Linked DNA regions of Xenopus laevis: region 2 is linked to region 1. A link is a contact called in public Hi-C data. All regions are on one chromosome and are shown on one strand. The core of a region is the stretch at or near the end of the contact, and the rest is flanking DNA. Distances in the headings are between cores, read along the strand shown.

Region 1 (5,853 bases), core at 2,098-4,597:
ATTTATACATATGGCAGGGGGGTGCCATATTGTTTCCCTTAGACAGTACAGTATGAGGGTATAATTTATTGTGTGCCCAGAGCATTCCTTTTCTGTATATTTGTATTTATACATATGGCAGAGAGGTGCCATATTGATTCCCTAAGACAGTACAGTATGAGGGTATAGCATATTGTGTGCCCAGAATTTCCCTTCTCTGTATATTTGTATTTATACATATGGGAGGAGGGAGGTGCCACATGGATTCCCTTAGGCAGTACAATATGAAGGTATAGCTTATTGTGTGCCCAGAAAATTCCCTCTTTCTATATTTTTAGCCAAACCCTCTGAAACAAAGTTTATTTCATTTTTGTCCTTACAAATTGCCCAGAAACTTAAGTATTTCAGTTTTTTGGGTGTTGCTTTCAAGGGAAAGTAATCAGTTAATAAACTGGAGCCGAAGGCAGGGGCCTGGCAACTTTAAACACAAGAAAGTTGTTCAAATGCAGAAGCAAAGCATTCGATTCAGTAGAAATTCTGTAGCTACGAAGATCGACCCAAAAATCTTTCCTAATCCAATAATAAAACAAAACAAAGTCTAATTTCGTGGCTCTTTGGGAGACTAAAGGGAGGGCACAAGGCGGGTGCCATGTTGAGCTTTAGTGAGTTATTTCAATGGCGGAACAAAGGAATAAATCTCGGAATTGTTCAGAGTTCCCGACGAGAGACTTCCCTGACATATCAATACATTCCCGGAGCCATGGGGGGGGGGGGGGGATCAGAAGCAAATTAAATAAACAACTGTTGCCACTGCGCCCAGAGCATTCCGCAACACTCAATACATTTATTTACAAGGATTTTACTGAATTCTTAGAATACGTTCGAGCAGGAACAGACTGGCAATGACGGATGTGTCTGGCTAAAACAAGACACCTGCATCTTTCCTATCGGTTTCATCTCTGGAGACCAGAGGAAGGCCCATTGTGGGATCGGCATTCTGTTACACCAACAAACACAACAGCACATTCATAACGAGAAGGGAATAATAAGAGGCCAAAGCTCCGCCTCCTCATGTATAATGAAGCAATAGAATTCTTATGGAATAGGTTGAGTGTAGGAACTGGCCACACCGGGGATGACTGACGTAGTTGGCCAGCTTAAATATGTTGCAATAGATGGACAAACAATCCCTGTTTTATTTAAAGGGTAAGGCATTTTTAGTAGCTTACGGCACAAAATGTTTTAATGCCCTTCATATATTGATAATGGGTTGAGTGCAGAGGACTCTTGTATTTGTCTGTGTATAGGGTTGTGCACGCCCCCCGCTAGACTTACTCAGGCATAACACGGCTGGCCTCACTAACTACATCTTTTCATAGACCATGAGCCAGAAGTACAGAGGGACATTGTGTGACAGAAGCACAGCAGGGAGGGGAATACACTGCCTCATTAGACCATGATTACTGAAGCCCCCCACCTCTGATGGGTTTGCCCCCTCCTGTCAGAGCCAGGACATCCCGCTGGCAGCATTCCTGTCCCCTCTAACCCCTGCCATTCTCTGCCAGGCCTAATCCTTACGCCTCATTGGGTTCAGCACTGACAATCATTAATTACAGAGACACCGTTTGCTCCCAAAAACATCAATGCCAGGGGTTTTGCATAGTTTTGTTTAATGCTGCATCAGACCCCATCTTTCTACCCAATTCTAAAGGCACAGAAATTGGCATTTAATTATGCACTGGAAGGCACATGTCATGGTAAAGACAAGGGCATGATGTGGGCACCCCCTTATTTGCCCATAATTCATCTGCAGCCATACAAAATTTGTATAACGCAGCCCCTAGCAACACGGTGCCCCCAAGCCAATGATAGAGGCCAGAGCTCTGGCATTTTACTGCAGAAAGTTCCCTCTGAGCTTAAACTGATATCGACATACATTTGCTCTGTGGTGCCAACCCGTGCTGAGCCGTGCCCACCTAAATATCCCTGCTATGCAGCTGCTCTCTAACAGCAGATGCCCAGTTATGCGACATGGCAGCACTGTCAGTGCCAAATGTCAGTTCCTCTCAGTCCAGCAATGCATTAACCTTACAGGAATCAGAATTGCAGAGCTCAAAGGAACCTTTGCCCATTGCAGCAGGGCAGGTGAATTCATGGAGAACCCCCAATAATCTGCTCAAGTTTCTGCAGTAAACACAATTCCCATCATCTCTTGCTGATTCTTCTCTGTACTTGGTGCCACCGGGCCTGTGTGTCCGAATGGTTGGCAGTGGCCCACGCCTATGTGCCCAGCTACTTTCATCAGTACTTTACTATAAATAATAGGGTGGCCCTTATGTCTCAGCTGAAGGGCCCCTGTTATAAACTTAGATGTACCCCAAGCATTTGGAGCAGGGCTCACATCCCAGTGAGTTTCTACAGGGGCCACCTGGAGCTGAGTGTGGTACTTGGGGGTCCTACACATACAGTAAATAGCGGGGCATGGGTTCAGCGCCACAACTCCCAGCATGCACAGCGTGTGGTTACTGGTTTAGATCGCAACACACACTTTATTGGCCAGTGGACACAAAGACCTAGGAGACTCCAGTTGGGGTTACAAACTCCCATTTTGGGGGGCTAAGGAGGAAGCAGATAAGAGAGGGGTGACAGTGGGGGGGAGGGGCATGTGAAAGGGATGAGAGGGGGATGTGGGTAAAGACAATCAAGTCAGGGGCAGGTGTGACCCAAATACACAGAGCAGAACCTTTCACTCTGACTCTCTGAGGCTTCACTCATTGCAAAGGCTTCAGGGATTTGTAGTGAAACATATACAGAGTAAGTGCAGGGGCTCTGGTTCCTCCCTGTGGATGAGCAGGAAGCACCTGTACAGGTGAGACTGCGCATGCGCGCCGCTTCCAGCCCTCTAACCCCCGCCCCCCATATTAGTGTTGTCCACTCAATGTGTCCCCCCCAACTCATTCGCGCTCACTCACCCGAGACCATCCAGGCCGAGAGCAGCAGCAGTGCCCGGGGGATCATGGTACCAGGGCCGGGCAGGTGCGCTCTCTCCCCTAGGACTCCGCTCTTCCTTCTCCTCCTGCCGGTGCCTGGGACTCCGCTCCGACCCTCCTGACCCCGGTGCCAAGTGCAGCAAATCCCCAGTGAAACTCCGGGCACCTTCCCGAAACTTCCTCCCCTCCCCCTGTAGGAGCCGCACTGGTGAGACTGGTTCCCTCTCCTCCTCCCTGTTACTGACCCGTCACTCCCTCCCCTGCCGCCTCCTCCCTCCCCTTCTCCTCCTGTTCTCACTGCACTACAACTCCCAGCATCCCCTGCGCCTACAACCCCATGAATTTGCAACCTGCTGCCCTCCATCTCTCAATGCACTACAACTCCCAGCACCCCTGGCATGAGCCTACCAAACTAGGAATGTGCAACCTGCTGCCCTCCATCTCTCACTGCACTACAACTCCCAGCACCCCCTGAGCCTACAACACCAGGAATATGCAACCTGCTGCCCTCCATCTCCCATTGCACTACAACTCCCAGCACCCCCTGGGCTGCACTAAAACTGTGATATGGCACTTGCTGATCTCCAGTTGTGGTAGGACTGCAATGTCCAGTTTTAACTCCCAGATATTTAGGTGTGAAATATTGATTAGCCTTGGAGCCTATACCTGGGAGGGGCCCCATAATTTATAATCCAGTCTGCAGTTATCCCTGCTCCTCTGCACACTACAACTCCCAGCACCCTACCCAGTGACTGCAGCACATCACTTCACTTACAGAAAGAGGAATCTGTAGGCCGCACAGGAGTTTCTTCACTTTGCCACTGCATTCAGCTGCTGCTTTGTGGGTGATCACCCCTTAATTTCCACCCCAGGCACAATAGAGCAGTTACTATATTGCTATGTCCCCTGCCTGTTTCCCTGTCCATGTAACTACTACTTCCCGGGCAGAGTAAAATTGGGCAGGCCATCATGTTGCCCCTGGATTTGGCAGTTGGCTGGGGGTTCAGTGCAATGTAGGTTGGCCAGTGGTAATGCACTTTAATCGCAGCAGGTTCTGTGTAAAGTCCACTGGGAAGATTTGCCCCTAGGCGGTAACCCATAGCAACCAATCACATTCTTGCTTTCATTATTCTAATTGTTCACTGGCTGATAAACAGCTAATTAGGTTTGTCTGGGCAGTGGTAATCAAGAGTGTTTCAGTGGCCAGTTAATCTATAGGTTGAGGTTTCTGTATTCACCACTTGCTAATGGATTATGGGAAGCGACTGCAGATGGAGATAAATGACAGTTGCAAACAGAGTTGCCGCTTGGCAGGTAAAAATTACACTTCCCAATGTGATAAATAGGAAAGAAAGTTTTTTTTCCTTTTTAAAGTGCCGTCTTCGGTTCATCAATTGGCACTGTATTCACCACTGCACCGTTGGGTCCTAGTGTACTTAGGGTTGCCACACGGCCGGTATTACAAATTTACCGGCAATGTAGCTGCCGGTAAATTTGTAATACGATCAAAAGGAGCCCTCGGCCTGCCCCCAATCCCCTGCAACTTACCTTTTTTTTTTTTTTTTGCCTCTTCTAGTGTCCCCGGGCCCCGCCCCTTTTGACATCACGCCCTGCCCCTTTTGAGGCCCCGCCCCCAGCAGCCGGTAAAACAATTTATAAAAGGTGGCAACCCTAAGTGTACTACAGCACGTGCCGTCTGCGATGAACTGAACCTTTCAGGGCCCGAAATGTCGCCATTTTTGCAGATGTATATAGGCCAGTGCTGTCCAACTTATATGGTACAGAGGGCTGGAATTTTTCTAATCTACATGGTGGAGGGATGATAAAGGAAGCCAGTGTTAGCCACTCCCTGTTTTTAGACCACACCCACTTTAAACCACACCCATTACCGCAAGACCATGCCCACATTAATAGCACACCAAAAAAACCAGATGGTTAGTGCTCACTACAGAGATCAGGGCCGGAACTAGGGGTAGGCTGAGTAGGCGGCTCTCTAGGACGCCATCATTGAGGGGCACTTTTAATGGTGGTTTTTTTCTTCATTTTTTCAAGAGTTTATTTAATAGTTTGTTTCCGTAATCATGGTCACTCAGTCGGGTAGAATCTCCCTCCTTCACCTTCTCCCTCTTGCCAGCAAGTAATAGTAATAATGGGTGTCAGAGAGAGGTAGAGAGCTGGCGGCCTGCTTGGTGTGGCTCACGCTTGCTTCTCTCTCACTGAACTGAAGACTTTCTTTCTATTACTGTGAAAGTGTGAAGCTTCCTGCTGGCACAGTCAGGTACAGATTTGGGCCGGGGGCCATATGTTTGCTGTTGCTGCTGGGCTGGGCGCTGGCACAGGTACATAAATACTTGGGGGCAATATGATGTGATCAGATTTATTTTTGGCTGCTGCTGGCACAGGTAAAGATTGGGGGCAGAATGATCGATGGCTGCTGAGCTTGCTGGTACAGGTATGGGGGAGCTATATTATGGATGGCTGCTGGGCTTGCTGGTACAGGGGGCAGTAATATAAATGAAAAAGTGTACACTTTCTTGCTCTCGTTATTTAAAAACCATCATGGTAAGGAGGGAAATGGTAATGCAGGACAGGGCGGCGCTGATTGAAGCTCTTGCCTAGGGTGCCAAACTACCTTGGCCTGGCACTGGCAGGGATGTCACTCATAAAAAAAGTTGTCCTATTAAGACATACCCTTAAATCCATATGCCTCCTCCTCCCCTGTGTATAATACAGTACCCCAGCATATGATTAAACACCTTAGGGGCCACTAACAATAATTATCAAATGCTAACAAACCCCCCAGAATAAATACCAGTCTTATGTTTCATAGGGATCACAGGTCAGGCAGAGTATGACACACACAGGGAGCATAGGGAAGGCAGAA
Region 2 (5,862 bases), core at 2,078-4,577, 200 kb after region 1:
CCTTCCCAACCCTAATTTGAATATGCAAATTAGGGGTCGGTTCGGTATTTGCCCGAATCTTTCACAAAGAATTCGGCGGTTCGGCCGAATCCAAAATAGTAGATTTGGTGCATCCCTAGTTGAAGACTGTCGCCAGCTTTTGTCGGACATAACTTTCATATGATTGCTGTCAGGGGCAGAATATTGTCGAATCTGTTCTTTTTCTACTTTATTTGATCTGAATGGTTATTGGCAGGTCAGGAGATGGCAGCGATTGTTCATCCGATGTTAAGGTAAATCTGCACGTCTATGGCCAGCTTTACACCCCTGATCATTATCTCATATAACTGATCCCTTCCCATTCTGGAATTGCAGGTATCTATATATCCCATACCCTCTCGGCACACAGGGAAACACTATGGCAGCTCCACTCTTATTACACAGCGACTGTGGGTGGAAATGAAAGAACGGCAGTTGGGAGTCATGGCCCGAGGGAATCATTTTGCTGCTGGGGGAAGATTTATAAGGATTTAACACAGGGGCCTGTTACAGAGGGAAATATTGCCCAGGTCTCTTGGAGTTGCAGCCAGCTGGATCCCAGTACAGGGAGTCCTATTTGTAAGACATTAAACTGGAATTTGATTATAATTTTTATTGCAGAGTTTTATGACCACAAAAATACACATGGCTGCTGTCAACTCCCAGCTACCTTTGATATGTACATAGAGCAGCTGCGAGAGAGGCAAAAACATTTGGCCATTCTCAGGCTAATTGTCCCCTTCGTGCTGTTGTATATTTCTATATTTGTGTAGTTCTGCATTCTTTGCTGGTGGCATTTCACTTAGTGTAACAACTAAAATGTACGCGTGAGACACAGTCTGAAACTACGGTAAATGTTTTTCCAACTCAATTTATGCAAAAACCACAGACTTGTGTTTGTTTCCTGGAGGGTTTGACTTCATTAATTATTATTATTGGACCATCTTTTACATATTTTAAGTAGAACTAACAGCATAAACACAGGGGAGGGGTGCCAAAATGTTACCCCCATCAGGCTTTTTTACTCTATTGTACATGCACCTGCCCAGGTCTGAAGAAAAGTACAAAGATGCAGAAGAAATACAGGGAACTCTGAGTATCACTCGTGTATTATAGGAGATAATGTACCCCCTACTGTAAATGATAAGGATATTAGAAGTCACTGAGGGGTTTTGTGGCCATATAAAGGCACAAGGCTGCAGGCTGAGTTATACAGGGAACTCTGAGTATCACTCATGTATTATAGGAGATAATGTACCCCCTACTGTAAATGATAAGGATATTAGAAGTCACTGAGGGGGTTCTGTGACCTAAATAACTTGGCTTGGGGCACAGTATGGTTACAGAACTCCTGACTGCCTTACACATTCTCATTGGGGCAAGAAAATTCCTTATCCGTAGTGTCGTTTATGTATGTACAGAGGCCTGTAGAGGGGCCGGGGCAAAGTAGTAAGCAAGGCATAAATCTATCTATACAGTGCTGCCTGGCCCTTCAGCAAAACCTAACACCCCCTGATAGCCTTCAGCAAGAAACTCCTTATTCAGCATAAGGGGCCCCAGATCCTGCCCATACACCAGGGGTGCCCAAAAGGTAGATTGGGGTCTACAAGTTAGACTTTTAGCTGGTGATCAGTAGATATCAAGACACTGTCTAGTCTTTAGATCTACAGCTTGTCTAAATCACCCTTCTGTTTAATTCAGATATTTATTCTGTTAAGGTTACATAAGAAATAATTATAATAATAATAATAATAATAATATCATAATAGTATCATAATAGTATAATAATACAATTCTTAAATATAGCAATATAACATTACCCATAAATCAATATAATATTTAAGCAATACAAAATGCTAACAATGCTATTATGGATGTAGATCATAATGGGACGTCACTAAAAGAAGACCCTACACTAGTAAAATATGGGCACTCCTGACATCCCACCTATACACTATACCATACACAGCAATGGAAAAGACAAAATTGGGTGCGATTATCTGTCAGAGATTGGGGGAGATTTTGTTGCCTGGCGACTAATCGCCTCGTCTTCTGAGCGACTATCTCCCCGAAGTGCCTCAGCGTTTTTTTCCCATAGGCTACAATGAAAAGTCGTCTGCGCTAATGCACACACGGCGAATGCATCGCTGCGTGCGACTTTTCATTGTAGCCTATGGGAAAAAACGCTTAGGCACTTCGGGGAGATAGTCGCTCAGAAGATGAGGCGATTAGTCGTCATGAGGAGATTTGGGGAGATTTTGTTGCCGCGCCTGGTGCGGCGATGCGTTTTTCCATAGTCGCCCAAAGTCATCGCTGTGTGTGCATTAGCGCAGGCGACTTTTCATTATAGCCTATGGGAAAACACGCTGAGGCAGTTCGGGGAGATTGTCGCTCAGAAGACGAGGCGATTAGTCGCCGGGCAACAAAATCTCCCCGAATCTCCTCATGTGAATTAAACCTAAAGGGGTTGTTCACCTTCAAACAACTCGTTGTTTTCAGATAGATAACCAGAAATAATGACTTTTTCTAAATAACTTTCTTTTTTTTATGTGTGACCGTTTTTTCTAATATCGAAGTGTACGTTTTTTCTAATATCGAAGTGTAAAGTGTAATTTTTCACCTTCTAAAGCAGCTCTGGGAGGGGGGTCGCCGACTCCGTTAACTGTTCTAAATTGATACATCTAGTTCTGAGTTTCATTGCAGGCAGCTGTTGGAATTGATACAGTTCTTATAGGAACAAGGAAACAGGAATGAAATGAGCCCAAATTAACATCCGGCCGCAGTATCACACGGCTCAGCTCTTATCACTAGTTATACACTGATAAGGACAGATACTATTAGATTTTGAACCAATAACACACTGACCTCTGCTCTTTGCTGTGCAATAGGGTCACACATTCTATTACTAACACTGAACAACAACTCCCAGCATGCTCAGCTAGCTGTTCCTAAAGCAGTGGTGCCTAACCCGAGTGGCTGTTGTTATTGAGCCGTGTCGGAGCACAAAACAAGCAGGAACATAAAGGCACCTAAAGGAGAAACACGGACAAGGTGGGGTGCACCCTAATCACCCTTAGTGGTAGAATGATCCCACTTACCTGCCCATAGGAAATAAGGCACCAATCTGTATCCCTGTGTCCCCATCCCGGCTGCTTCACGTATGTGGGTTCCCAGGGCAGGCAATGGTGGCTCCCAGCAGAAACCAAAACTTGCAGTTCTCTCCCTCCCACACCCACTGCTGCTGTGTGAATACCTGCAGGGCTTAGCCAATGGCAGCACAGGGATTCCTGCCTATACCTATTTCACTCCGCATTTACTAAACCCCTCCTCGCTCTCTGGATTCTCTCCCTCACTGGCTGCATTTGTAAGTCGCCTCTGAGCAAATAGAAAGGGGAAGTAAGAGCACAATGCAAGAACACGGACAACACTGCTATTTAAAGTGATATACTCTGGCCAAGGCTCGGTGAAAATTAGGGCAGTCACTTAAAGGGGTTGTTCACCTTTACATTAACATGATATAGATAGTGATATTCTGAGACAATTTGCAATTAGTTTTTATTATTTGGGGTTTTTGAGTTATTTCGTTTTTTATTCAGCAGCTCTCCAGTTTGCAATTTCAGCCATCTGGTTGCTAGGGTCCAAATTGCACTGATTTGAATAAGAGACTGGAATATGAATAGGAGAGGCCTGGATAGAAAGATGAGCAATAAAAAATGGAAATGGAAATACATTTGTGGCCTTACAGAGCATTTGTTTTTTCGATGGAGTCAGTGACCCCTTATTTGAAAACTGGAAAGAGTCAGAAAAAAGGCAAATCATTTCAAAACTATAAAAAATAAATAATGAAGATGAACCAATGAACCAGTTGAAAACTTGCTTAGAATTGATCATTCTATAACATACCAAAAGTTGACTTCAAGATGAACCACCTCTTTAAGCGCAACAAAAAAAATCATAAACCTGGAAGCAATATTGTGAGTGAAGTGTTCTTTAAGGGCTCTTAGACACGGGCGGTTTTTCCGTTCAGCCGTAGGGGAGTGCAGGAAAAACCGCCCGTGTGTAAGTGCCCTTACTAAAGGAGCGCAAAGTGCAAACAATTGGTCTAGTTAGCGCTACTTTATTTTACCCAAAATGCAGCATTCCTTCTCAAACTAACTGCACCCAATGCAGGTGGGAAGATGTGATGCACTCAGTAAATTGCAGTCCAGCGGGCACAAGTTGCATGGGAAGGGGCAAAATTAGGGCAGAATATGGGCACTCACTTACCTGCTCTTCCGTTGCCTGAGATTCTTGTGATGCAACAGCAGCTATTCATCAGTGCAAGTCTGAATGTCCCAGAAAATAAATTCTTTATCTTAAAAACCTCCTACTGACTAAAGGTGGCCATACACGGAGAGATCCACTGAGGTGGGCAATATCGGGCTGATCCAATTGTGGGCCCTAAGGCCTAACGATTGGATCCTAACGAATAGTAATGGGCGGTCGGATTGCGGGACCGCATCAACGAATAGATGCGACCGCGATCCGACGGGATTTTTCATCCCATCCGATACAGATCTCGATTGGGGAAGTGGTCGGAAGCTTTTATCGGCCCGTGTATGGCCACCTTAAGATTCTGTGTTGAAAAGGTTAATATCCACTTGCACTACCACATGTGGACTCTTTCACTAGGAGCTAAATAATTTCCATTGGCTGCAACAGAACAGCGCCACCAGCTGATGCTTGAAACTGAATATTATTATTTTATTATTAGGCAGTGTCTCCTGGGAACAGCAGGAGCCCTGTTTCCTTTTAAATAAACAGCAGGTCTCCTTGCTTTCATTACTATTTAATTACCCTGGCCAATCAGAACTTGGTTTCAGGCAACAAATGCCATCAATGTTATTACAACTGTCTGGCCTGCAGCAATGAATGATGGGAGGGATCATGATGTGATACCTCTCAGATACAGGAGGGAACCCCTTGTGTATATACAGAAAGCAAATGATATATAATATATATATAAGCAAATAATAGATTATATGCCCTGATACCTTTATATACAACCCCACTTTCCCCCTCTAATCTGGGCACATAAATCCTTGGAGTGGGTGGTTTATTTCATACAATCCCTGACACCCCTCCTGCTGGTTCTGTTGCTACACCCCTGGGTACAAGCATTGGACATATGTCTCAGTTCCACACAATGGACCCTAAATCCGGCAGGGGACAATTATACACTTCCAGGTGCAGTGAGAAGCAGCAATAGATCTACCCCAAAACCTGGGTGTGACGTACCCTCCCCATCTGTCTAATAATAAACTGTGCCTCATCTCTGCCCCCGGGGCTATCAATCAATTCTGAGCAATTGAGTAGGGCCCATAGATACCCCCAGCCCCCTTTATGCCCCTAAATAGAGGATATGACATTTATACTGAAGGGTCATTATCTCTACAGAATGAAATGACCCAGCCAAGAAATTCTCTGTGATTTATGGGAAACACTCCTTCTCCCATAGAGCCCTAAATCTGCACTTGTTGTGCCCATAAGTATAATATGTTAGGCGTGGCGCCCTATACCCCATTTAGTACGAGTCTCACATGAATAATGTGTTCCATTTCCCGGTGTCAAATCGAAAACATAGAAAAAAATAAACAGAACACCAGGGCTTTGTATCCCCTTCACAGAACCCAAAGTATTGCAAAGCTTAAATAAAGCCCAGCCCGGAACCTGGTACTGGAGAGCAGAGTCTTGCACCAGGACAAGTACCTGCAGAATAGCCACAAAAATGACACAATTTGGAAAATCACCCCTGTGGCTGTTGAATGGGGGTTCAGTCTGGACTGAATGGGTCGTGCTTAGGTC

Evidence for each region. A called contact is a pair of places that touch in the nucleus more often than the background predicts.
Region 2: a Hi-C map of the XL177 cell line shows a contact between it and region 1, with 4 times the contacts expected there. The contact joins the promoter of gpa33.S here to the promoter of ildr1.S in region 1. A contact is called at or near these places in 2 of 4 Hi-C or Micro-C datasets (the XL177 cell line and the XTC cell line).

Annotation. Positions count from the first base shown.
Region 1 is chr2S:24,632,747-24,638,599 of Xenopus_laevis_v10.1, forward strand. ildr1.S (immunoglobulin-like domain-containing receptor 1) reads right to left here and starts at 3,348. Exons shown (of 8, transcript XM_018248965.2): 1 at 2,952-3,348. The coding sequence starts at 3,333. It overlaps LOC108709271 (a long non-coding RNA gene), which reads left to right and starts at 3,041. Exons shown (of 2, transcript XR_001934602.2): 1 at 3,041-3,177.
Region 2 is chr2S:24,836,742-24,842,603 of Xenopus_laevis_v10.1, forward strand. It overlaps gpa33.S (cell surface A33 antigen), which reads right to left and starts at 3,328. Exons shown (of 7, transcript XM_018248971.2): 1 at 3,117-3,328. The coding sequence starts at 3,162.